Linked DNA regions of Danio rerio: region 1 is linked to region 2. Evidence: chromatin contacts called from public HiChIP or PLAC-seq data. All regions are on one chromosome and are shown on one strand. The core of a region is the stretch at or near the end of the contact, and the rest is flanking DNA. Distances in the headings are between cores, read along the strand shown. Region 1 holds the start of ppm1nb (protein phosphatase, Mg2+/Mn2+ dependent, 1Nb (putative)). Region 2 holds the start of itpkca (inositol-trisphosphate 3-kinase Ca).

The links. HiChIP or PLAC-seq counts read pairs in DNA pulled down with a chosen protein or histone mark.
Region 1: an H3K4me3 HiChIP or PLAC-seq map of gastrula embryo shows a contact between it and region 2, with 2.5 times the contacts expected there. The contact joins the promoter of ppm1nb here to the promoter of itpkca in region 2. A contact is called at or near these places in 2 of 4 datasets of contacts at active chromatin or transcription factors (embryo and gastrula embryo).

Annotation. Positions count from the first base shown.
Region 1 is chr21:22,826,303-22,829,918 of GRCz12tu, forward strand. ppm1nb (protein phosphatase, Mg2+/Mn2+ dependent, 1Nb (putative)) reads right to left here and starts at 2,140. Exons shown (of 6, transcript NM_001103117.1): 1 at 1,439-2,140; 2 at 432-1,003. The coding sequence starts at 1,850. It overlaps rtn2b (reticulon 2b), which reads left to right and starts at 3,188. Exons shown (of 8, transcript NM_001029959.2): 1 at 3,188-3,240. The coding sequence starts at 3,228.
Region 2 is chr21:22,734,245-22,737,882 of GRCz12tu, forward strand. It overlaps itpkca (inositol-trisphosphate 3-kinase Ca), which reads left to right and starts at 2,273. Exons shown (of 7, transcript XM_681366.11): 1 at 2,273-2,949. The coding sequence starts at 2,590. It overlaps ccdc61 (coiled-coil domain containing 61), which reads left to right. Exons shown (of 13, transcript NM_001077166.1): 13 at 53-955. The coding sequence ends at 147.

The DNA of each region.
Region 1 (3,616 bases), core at 890-3,389, 92 kb after region 2:
TCTTACGTAATGCAACAGCCTGGCTTAAGTCAGCTTGCAGTGTCATAACCAACAGACTCTAGATTTCGCATTAGAAAATGTAGTTGACTGCTCCAACGCTAAAATACTTAATGACTTTATTTTTTATATATATATATTTTAGACCATCTAAAGCACATTTTAAAGCTGCTTGATTTTAGTGTCTTGCTTTTGAAGAACAGTTTGGATCTGGCCATCAAACATAAGCACTGGATGTAAAGTTTTGGTGGTAAATCCAATGTGACAAAATGTGAACCTGGCATTTTCTGGTACTAAAGGTTTTACCCAGTGAAAGAGCTGTCACCAGAACCGCTGATGCTGCACAGACCCAAAGTTGCTCTGGGAAAAGAGACCAAATTGGGCATGAATTGGTCTGAACCAAATACTACATGAAATCTTTTGTTCATACTAACCTTATAGAGGCAAAGGTCGATGACTTGGGAGCAGACCTCCCTCAGGTCGGTGCAGATACGCAGTCGGCTATGTACGAAGGCACAGAGCTCTTCATTACTGACAGTGTCCCACACACCATCGCAGGCCAGAACCAGAAACTCATCTGCTGGCGAGCGCTCCACCACAGACACTTCTGGTTCTGGTGATACCATCTGTTCTGTGACTGACCGCCACTCGACTGTCTTGTAGCTGAAGTCCCCCAATGCTCGGGAGACTGCCAGAGAGCCATTCACTCGCTGCAAAGTGACCGATCCTCCAGCACTCTCTATCCTCTCCTTCTCACCTGGGCTAAAAGGCTTGTGGTCCTCTGTCGAAAATGCCACTCGCCCAGCACGGCACAGAACAGCCCGAGAGTCCCCGCAATTCACGAAGTAGATGTGGTGCGGAGTGATAGCAGTGGAAACGACAGTGGTCCCACCCCGCTCCCAACCCTCACGGCAGGCCATGGCATGAAGGTGCTTGTCCATAAGAAAGAAGCCCTCCTTGAAGCCCTCAGTGACCCTTTCCACATCTTCATCTGCTCGGATCTTGCCTGAGAAGAAACCGCTCATGTAACAAATGAACCAACCCAAGCTAGTCTGCTATTGCTAGTGCAGGATCTATCAGTGATCTTCAAACAGATCACATTTGCTTATTCACAAATGAATATAAAGGCTTTATTAGTGAAGATTGCAAGGACAAAGCGTTATGTGAAGATAATTGCGTTTCCTACATAGGGAACATGTTGTACACCTCAATTAACTTGTCAGAACGCAGCCTAATGAAGTTTTAATGTTGCAGTGGCTTTGGTTGTACAGCAGGTCTACAAATTAATCCAGTCTCAAGGGATTGTCTCAGGTGTAATCTAAAGAGATCAACAATGAACACGTGATGTGATGATCCGATCTACAGTAACATTATGTACTTTATGTATCTACAGCACAATAAACAAAAACGCCAACTGATTTTAGGACAGCTTGATGCTCACCTGTACCTAAGATGTGATCAAGTAGATTTCGGGAGCAGTTCTGGGCCACAGCACTTCCTGCATGTCCATCGAAAACAGCGAAGAATGCCCAGTGGGACAGTTCCCCTCCAAGCTGAGGGAAGCAATTATGGAAATCCTCCATGTGGGCCCTCCAGCCCTGCATACTAGCCAGGGCATAGGTAAGTCCCCAGGAGGCACAACCCTCTTGCATGTGCTTGTCCAGAACTGGCCGGTCCAAATAGGGGCTAGGGATCACCCCTTCCTCTTCTGCCCCCTCTTCGCTTTCGGACAGCTCCCCTGCGCCTCCTCCTCGTCCCCCTTTAAAAAAGGAGGTGACCCTTTTCTCTGTCTCCTTTACCAGCTGCCTTACAAAAGCAGGCATTTCAACGCTTCCTTTCCTAGATGTCCTCATGATGTCTTTTTTGCACTCGTTTGAATCCGTTCACGGCCTCCACCCTGTGCTGTAGCTCGCTGGCTTTGGTTTGGCTGTGTGCAGCCTTGCTGTTCAGGGCCTTCACAGCATTATCTCCCGGGAGACTGATTCTGCACCTTCAAGCATCATCGAGTGGTCCAATATAGAATGCTTGGATATCCCTTCTCTCAGTCTACCCATTGCTACAAATCTCACTGAGATCTAATCTATCTGTTGTCACGGTTGCTCCGTCCAATTTGATCCACTTTTATTGCCTTCCTCTCCTATATGTCAGTGATATTCCCTCTCTCTAAGCTTTCTCTCTGTCTGAGCCCGTTATTTTCCTGTCATCCCTCCGATTGGCTGAGCTATTTCTGTGCACCAATGATCTCGCTGGCCCTCCCTCTTGTTGTACACACCAACATGCAATCCTTTCGCAGAGTGGCTCTCTCTCTTTCACATGTTCAGTGCCTCTCCCTCTCTCCCTCCCTCAGCTTCTCCTCCTGAACTCCCTCTGTTAATCATCTGTGCTGAGCATTTGATAATTTTGGATTACCTAACATGCACAGATTAATGTGCATAACAGATTTTTCACAGTAGCCCAGCATGAGGGAAATAAATAAAGAAAGAGAGACAGTGTACGTTCCATTGCTTTTTCTTAAAAACTGTTATGTGAACCAGATCCAGTGATTCACATTAAAGAACACGGTTTGCCTTGAGCAGAATTCATAAATGGCATATTCAGATACGAACTCAGGAGACTCTAACAAGGGTTGTTTCAGACAGATTAGTGGATTATGTAAATCAAAAATGCATTCATAAACATTATTACGTAACAAGATATTTTTGTCTTTGTAACTCTTCTTGTGTGTCTGCGGAATGACGCAAACACAAATGTCACATGAATAAATGTGTTTGACAGCTGAACAATGATTGCATCATTCTGATAGTACTGACTCATCTGCTGGGTCAAGCTACCTGACAAAAGAGAGGCCTTTTCATTACCGAAGTTATATGTAGATAAAAACCTACATGCATCCTCAGGTAGGTGTTAAAGGCTAGCTTTTTTGCTAGTATGTCGGAAGATAAAGCACAGCACTCTTTGAGCAATGCCTGAGCAATTTGCTTATATCTAAGCTTATCCATTTCCCTTGAGATGCACACAAACACATGCTGACGTCTCAGGTTCCTTAAGCTTGGAACAGCTCATAAGGGAGTATAGCTGTGTGTGTTCGTAAAGATGGGGTGTCCAAGTGGTTGAGATATTATTAGGTCAGGCCAACCCCTTCCAGCTGACAACGCTAAGATGGCCAAAAAAAGCCCAGAGGGTTCGTGGAGTGCTAGGAGGAGAGGGGGTTTGGTGTGGAAGCAGCAGAAATGGCCAGCAAAGGTGAGAGTCTTGAGCAGGACTGAACAGCACAGGGAATCAAGCTCTCATGAGCTGTATTGTTTACACGTGTAATCTGCTGGTACACGAATAGCAGGTTGGCAGTAACTGAGGTAGGTTGGGGGGAGGATAAGAGATCAGATTGAAGTTGAGTGGTGCTCTGTAGAGGTATAGTAATGCTGCTGACTAGTCAGCACATCATACAGGACTTTTCCCAATGGAAGTTTGGCAGGCTGATGGGATCTGATGGATGGACTACCTTCATGAGCGGACTGATGCATGACACTAGGATTTACATTTTGAGGCAGAGGGAGAAAAGGAGTCAATGATGTCTGAATGAAGTAGGTGAGATCTTCTCTCAGTCTTATTTTGGCAGTGC
Region 2 (3,638 bases), core at 1,023-3,522:
AATAGTAACTAATAGAATGTAAGTGTTAACTAAGTATATTCTTCTTATTTAGACACATCTATGGATACTGGTGCTGACCTCTCAGAGATTGACGCTCGACTTCAGGCCCTGCAGGACTACATGCGGGACCTCGACACAGGACACTAACTAATCCCTATGGATTGAGATGCTGATCTAGGCATTTTGCACAAAAACTGAGACTGAAAAAAACAGACAATCAATTCTTTAAAACACTGTGTACAGATGCGTCTGTAGTCATTTTACTATTGAAACTCGAATGCTGTTTGTTTTCTCTATCCCTAATGTAACTTTGGGCTTGGCTCAAAATGCTGTTACACTGGCTTTATGAAGGGGCTTTTTAAGACTGTTGCCATATCAGACTTGAAGAAAACCAGAAGTGTCCAAAAAGTATGACCTCAGGATATATGTTTTGGTTTGTTTTTTTTAAAAGGCATTCCTGTGTATGTTTTATGAATTAGTGTTTTTTTGACCATTGTTGTTTTGTTTTTTAACATGATTAGTGTGTATGTTTTATGTCTGTTTTAGATGCTTTCAATTTTTGTGATTCTTAAAAACAAAACTTTTTATATCAAATAATTTTGCAGTTTATGTCTATTCTTGACACACTTTGGAATTATATAATGCAACAGATATTTTGCCTGAAATTTGGCCATTTAATTGTTATTTTTTCATTTCCACTAAGGTCTCAAATTGGTAATGCGAGCTCACTAAATTTAGTTTTTTACAAAAATCTAAACATTAGATTTTTTTTAGATGTGAAAATATGGGCAGCACTTTTAAACTTTTGTTGGTATAAAAATACAATGTTTGTCTTTGGATTAACATCTGCTATAAGGTACAGTCCATTTAACTAATAAAGTATTTATGGTACTAAAGTGTGGTGCCATAAAATCACCTTAAATTATTTTTTAATAAAAAATCATTTGAACTACAAGTATGATCATTTTATTGAAAAAAAAAAAAAAGATTTCCAAAATGTGAGTCATTAGTCCTTTTCACACAGTGATAACGGTAAATATCCGGAAAAATTCTGGAACGACTTTTCTGGTAAATTCATAAAAAAGCTGTTCACACAGGCACGGACGTTCTGTAATTTTTTCAGAAAAGACCATTAACATATCCATTCTAAAACACCAGAAAATTCTGGTATCATTAACCACAAATGACCTCTAAAATGGCTGCGGTTAGATTTGTAAACATAGAAGCGGTCTGCCTTTTCTTGATGGTTTGACTTTTATTTAAAGCTTTAGCATTTCTGCAGCTGCTTTCTGAGACATCTAAAGGCAGAAGCGTGCGCCGCAGCTAAATGTTTACACACTTGACCACATAACAAATTCTGTAGATGGGTAAGTATTGTGAACAACTTCGATGAAAACATGGAGGAACACTTTCACATGTCGAGATGTATGTAATATGTGTGTGTGCTGGTGCTCACTGGCTCCTTCATGTGCACATGTGTCGAGCAACTGAAGCAGAGCTTGAAGGTAAACAAACAGCAGTTTATCATGAGCATTTTATCAATAATTTTTTACAAAGTTGGCATTAAGAAGGAACATAGAAACGCTATCTGGCTAACATCTAGCAGTTAAATGTGTCTGGAAAAACATTCAAAAGCTTTTATTTCCATAGATGTTAATGCGTCTGGCTTAAGTAGGCATCTCACATCAGCGGGTTCTAGATTTGAACTCGCTCTCTGACAATCTTCTGCATTCACACAGTGCAGCATTCTGTCAAATTACCAGTAATGTTACAACTTCTCTTTCCCTACAGGTATTTTCAAAAAGGGCCTGTTCATACACGCAGACCTTTGTGGAAAATTCCCAGTAATCAGGTCTGTATGTGTTAAAGGGGCTATAGATTAACGTCAATTTGAGCGGCCTTAAAACATACAGGCAGGTATGTAAGTTTGCCTGCATTATTTTTTTTTTTATTACTCTCAAAGAGGTATACAATGTACTACTGAAGAAAAAAAGTGACCTACATTTTAGATAGCCCAATTCCCCATCCACACTACGAGCGACAATCAGAGACAAGCGACCACTAACACTACCCGACTTCAATTTCCCCTCAGGGCGACAAGCAGCTTCAAAGTTGCTGCTAGTGTGAATGCACTGCGGTCATTATTAATTTCTGTGTGAACTGTCCCTACGTCGTCTACCACCGGTTAGGTGGCGCTGTAAATCTGATTCTCATGTGACCTCTTCATGTTTGGCTCTGTTGCTTTAAAGAAAGGTGGGCGGGGTAAAACTGCAGTCTGTTCACGCGACGCTTTAACAGCGTTCAGCAAATAACACATTTTCCAATATCGCTGATAGACACATGAGCGTTTTAGTTCTTTAATACCTGCGGAATCTTTACTTTTTCACGTGATTGTATTCATACATGTACAGAATGCATTTAAAGCCCCTGAAGCGTTAAAACACTGGCCCAATATTGCTTTATTTTTGCATCCAAGCGAGGCGTCGCACACAAGGAGCGGCGGCGGTGCCCAGCGCGAGCCGGTTACGCGCCCTAATCTGGATAAACCCATCAACAACCTCAATGATCTAGTAGATCAGAAGCCGCGTGATGACCAAAACGCCCGATACCCCTGCCCCCTGCGTGGGTATGGGTGAAACCCAGCACAGCCACCCAGAAGAGCTGCTCTCCAGGCGCGCTCGCGTCGCTGTCCCCGAGCTGGTTGTGACCTGCGAGTGCGAGCAGAGCCCCCGGGGACCTTGCTCCTGTTCCCATCGCAACCCCGACGAGGAGTCCATCTGCTCGGACAGCGGACTCAGCGGCTCCCCCGCCTCGTCCCTGGCGCTCAGAAAACTCTCCAACTCGTCCTCAAGCGGCCTCTCGCCGGCTTCATCTTTTGAGGAATGCGAAGAGGATTTGCTGGGATACGTTGACTTTAACGTTAATCAGTCTCCAGGCGAAGCGCTCACGGTAAGAGTCTGTTTTACAGTTCAGGGATCAGTTCAGGACTTCAGGTTTACCCATGCGGAATTTTTTATATGTAAAAATATATGTAAACTGCCGTCTTATAGAATATTTTGAAATATTGCATATGATATATTTTATGTGGAGACCAAACATGAACTTGCAAGACATATGTAATTTGCATATCGCCTATTGCTCTGTTTCAGATTTCTTGGTTAACTTACAAAGTAAGATATTAAACATGTACTGCAAACGGTGAAAATTAAAGGGTGAAGTATTGCTTTTGGGGAATTGTATCTTCCCTTACAGAAGTGAACCATGGTTTAATAGTAAAAATCTGGATGATTGACCATTTGTTTATAACAGATAACTTACGCATACCATACGTTGCTAATGGTTGATTTGTGGTTCTAATGGTTTGACTACAAACACGTTTTGTGGTTAATTTTCTTAAAACCTGAGTATACATAGGTCTATTATATAATAATTTCATGTTTTCTCGTTGATTTATCCTATAAAAATAGCATTTACTTTTATCCTATCAATAATTCTCACTCAAGTTAAATTTTATGTAAAGAGTCAGTGGACTTTATGTGGTGTGTAAACACTGATAACGCTGTTAGAACAGTAGTTGACCTAAATCAATGTCATCATTTTATCAGTGCCATAATTTCCCAAATGCCAATGAAAAGCCT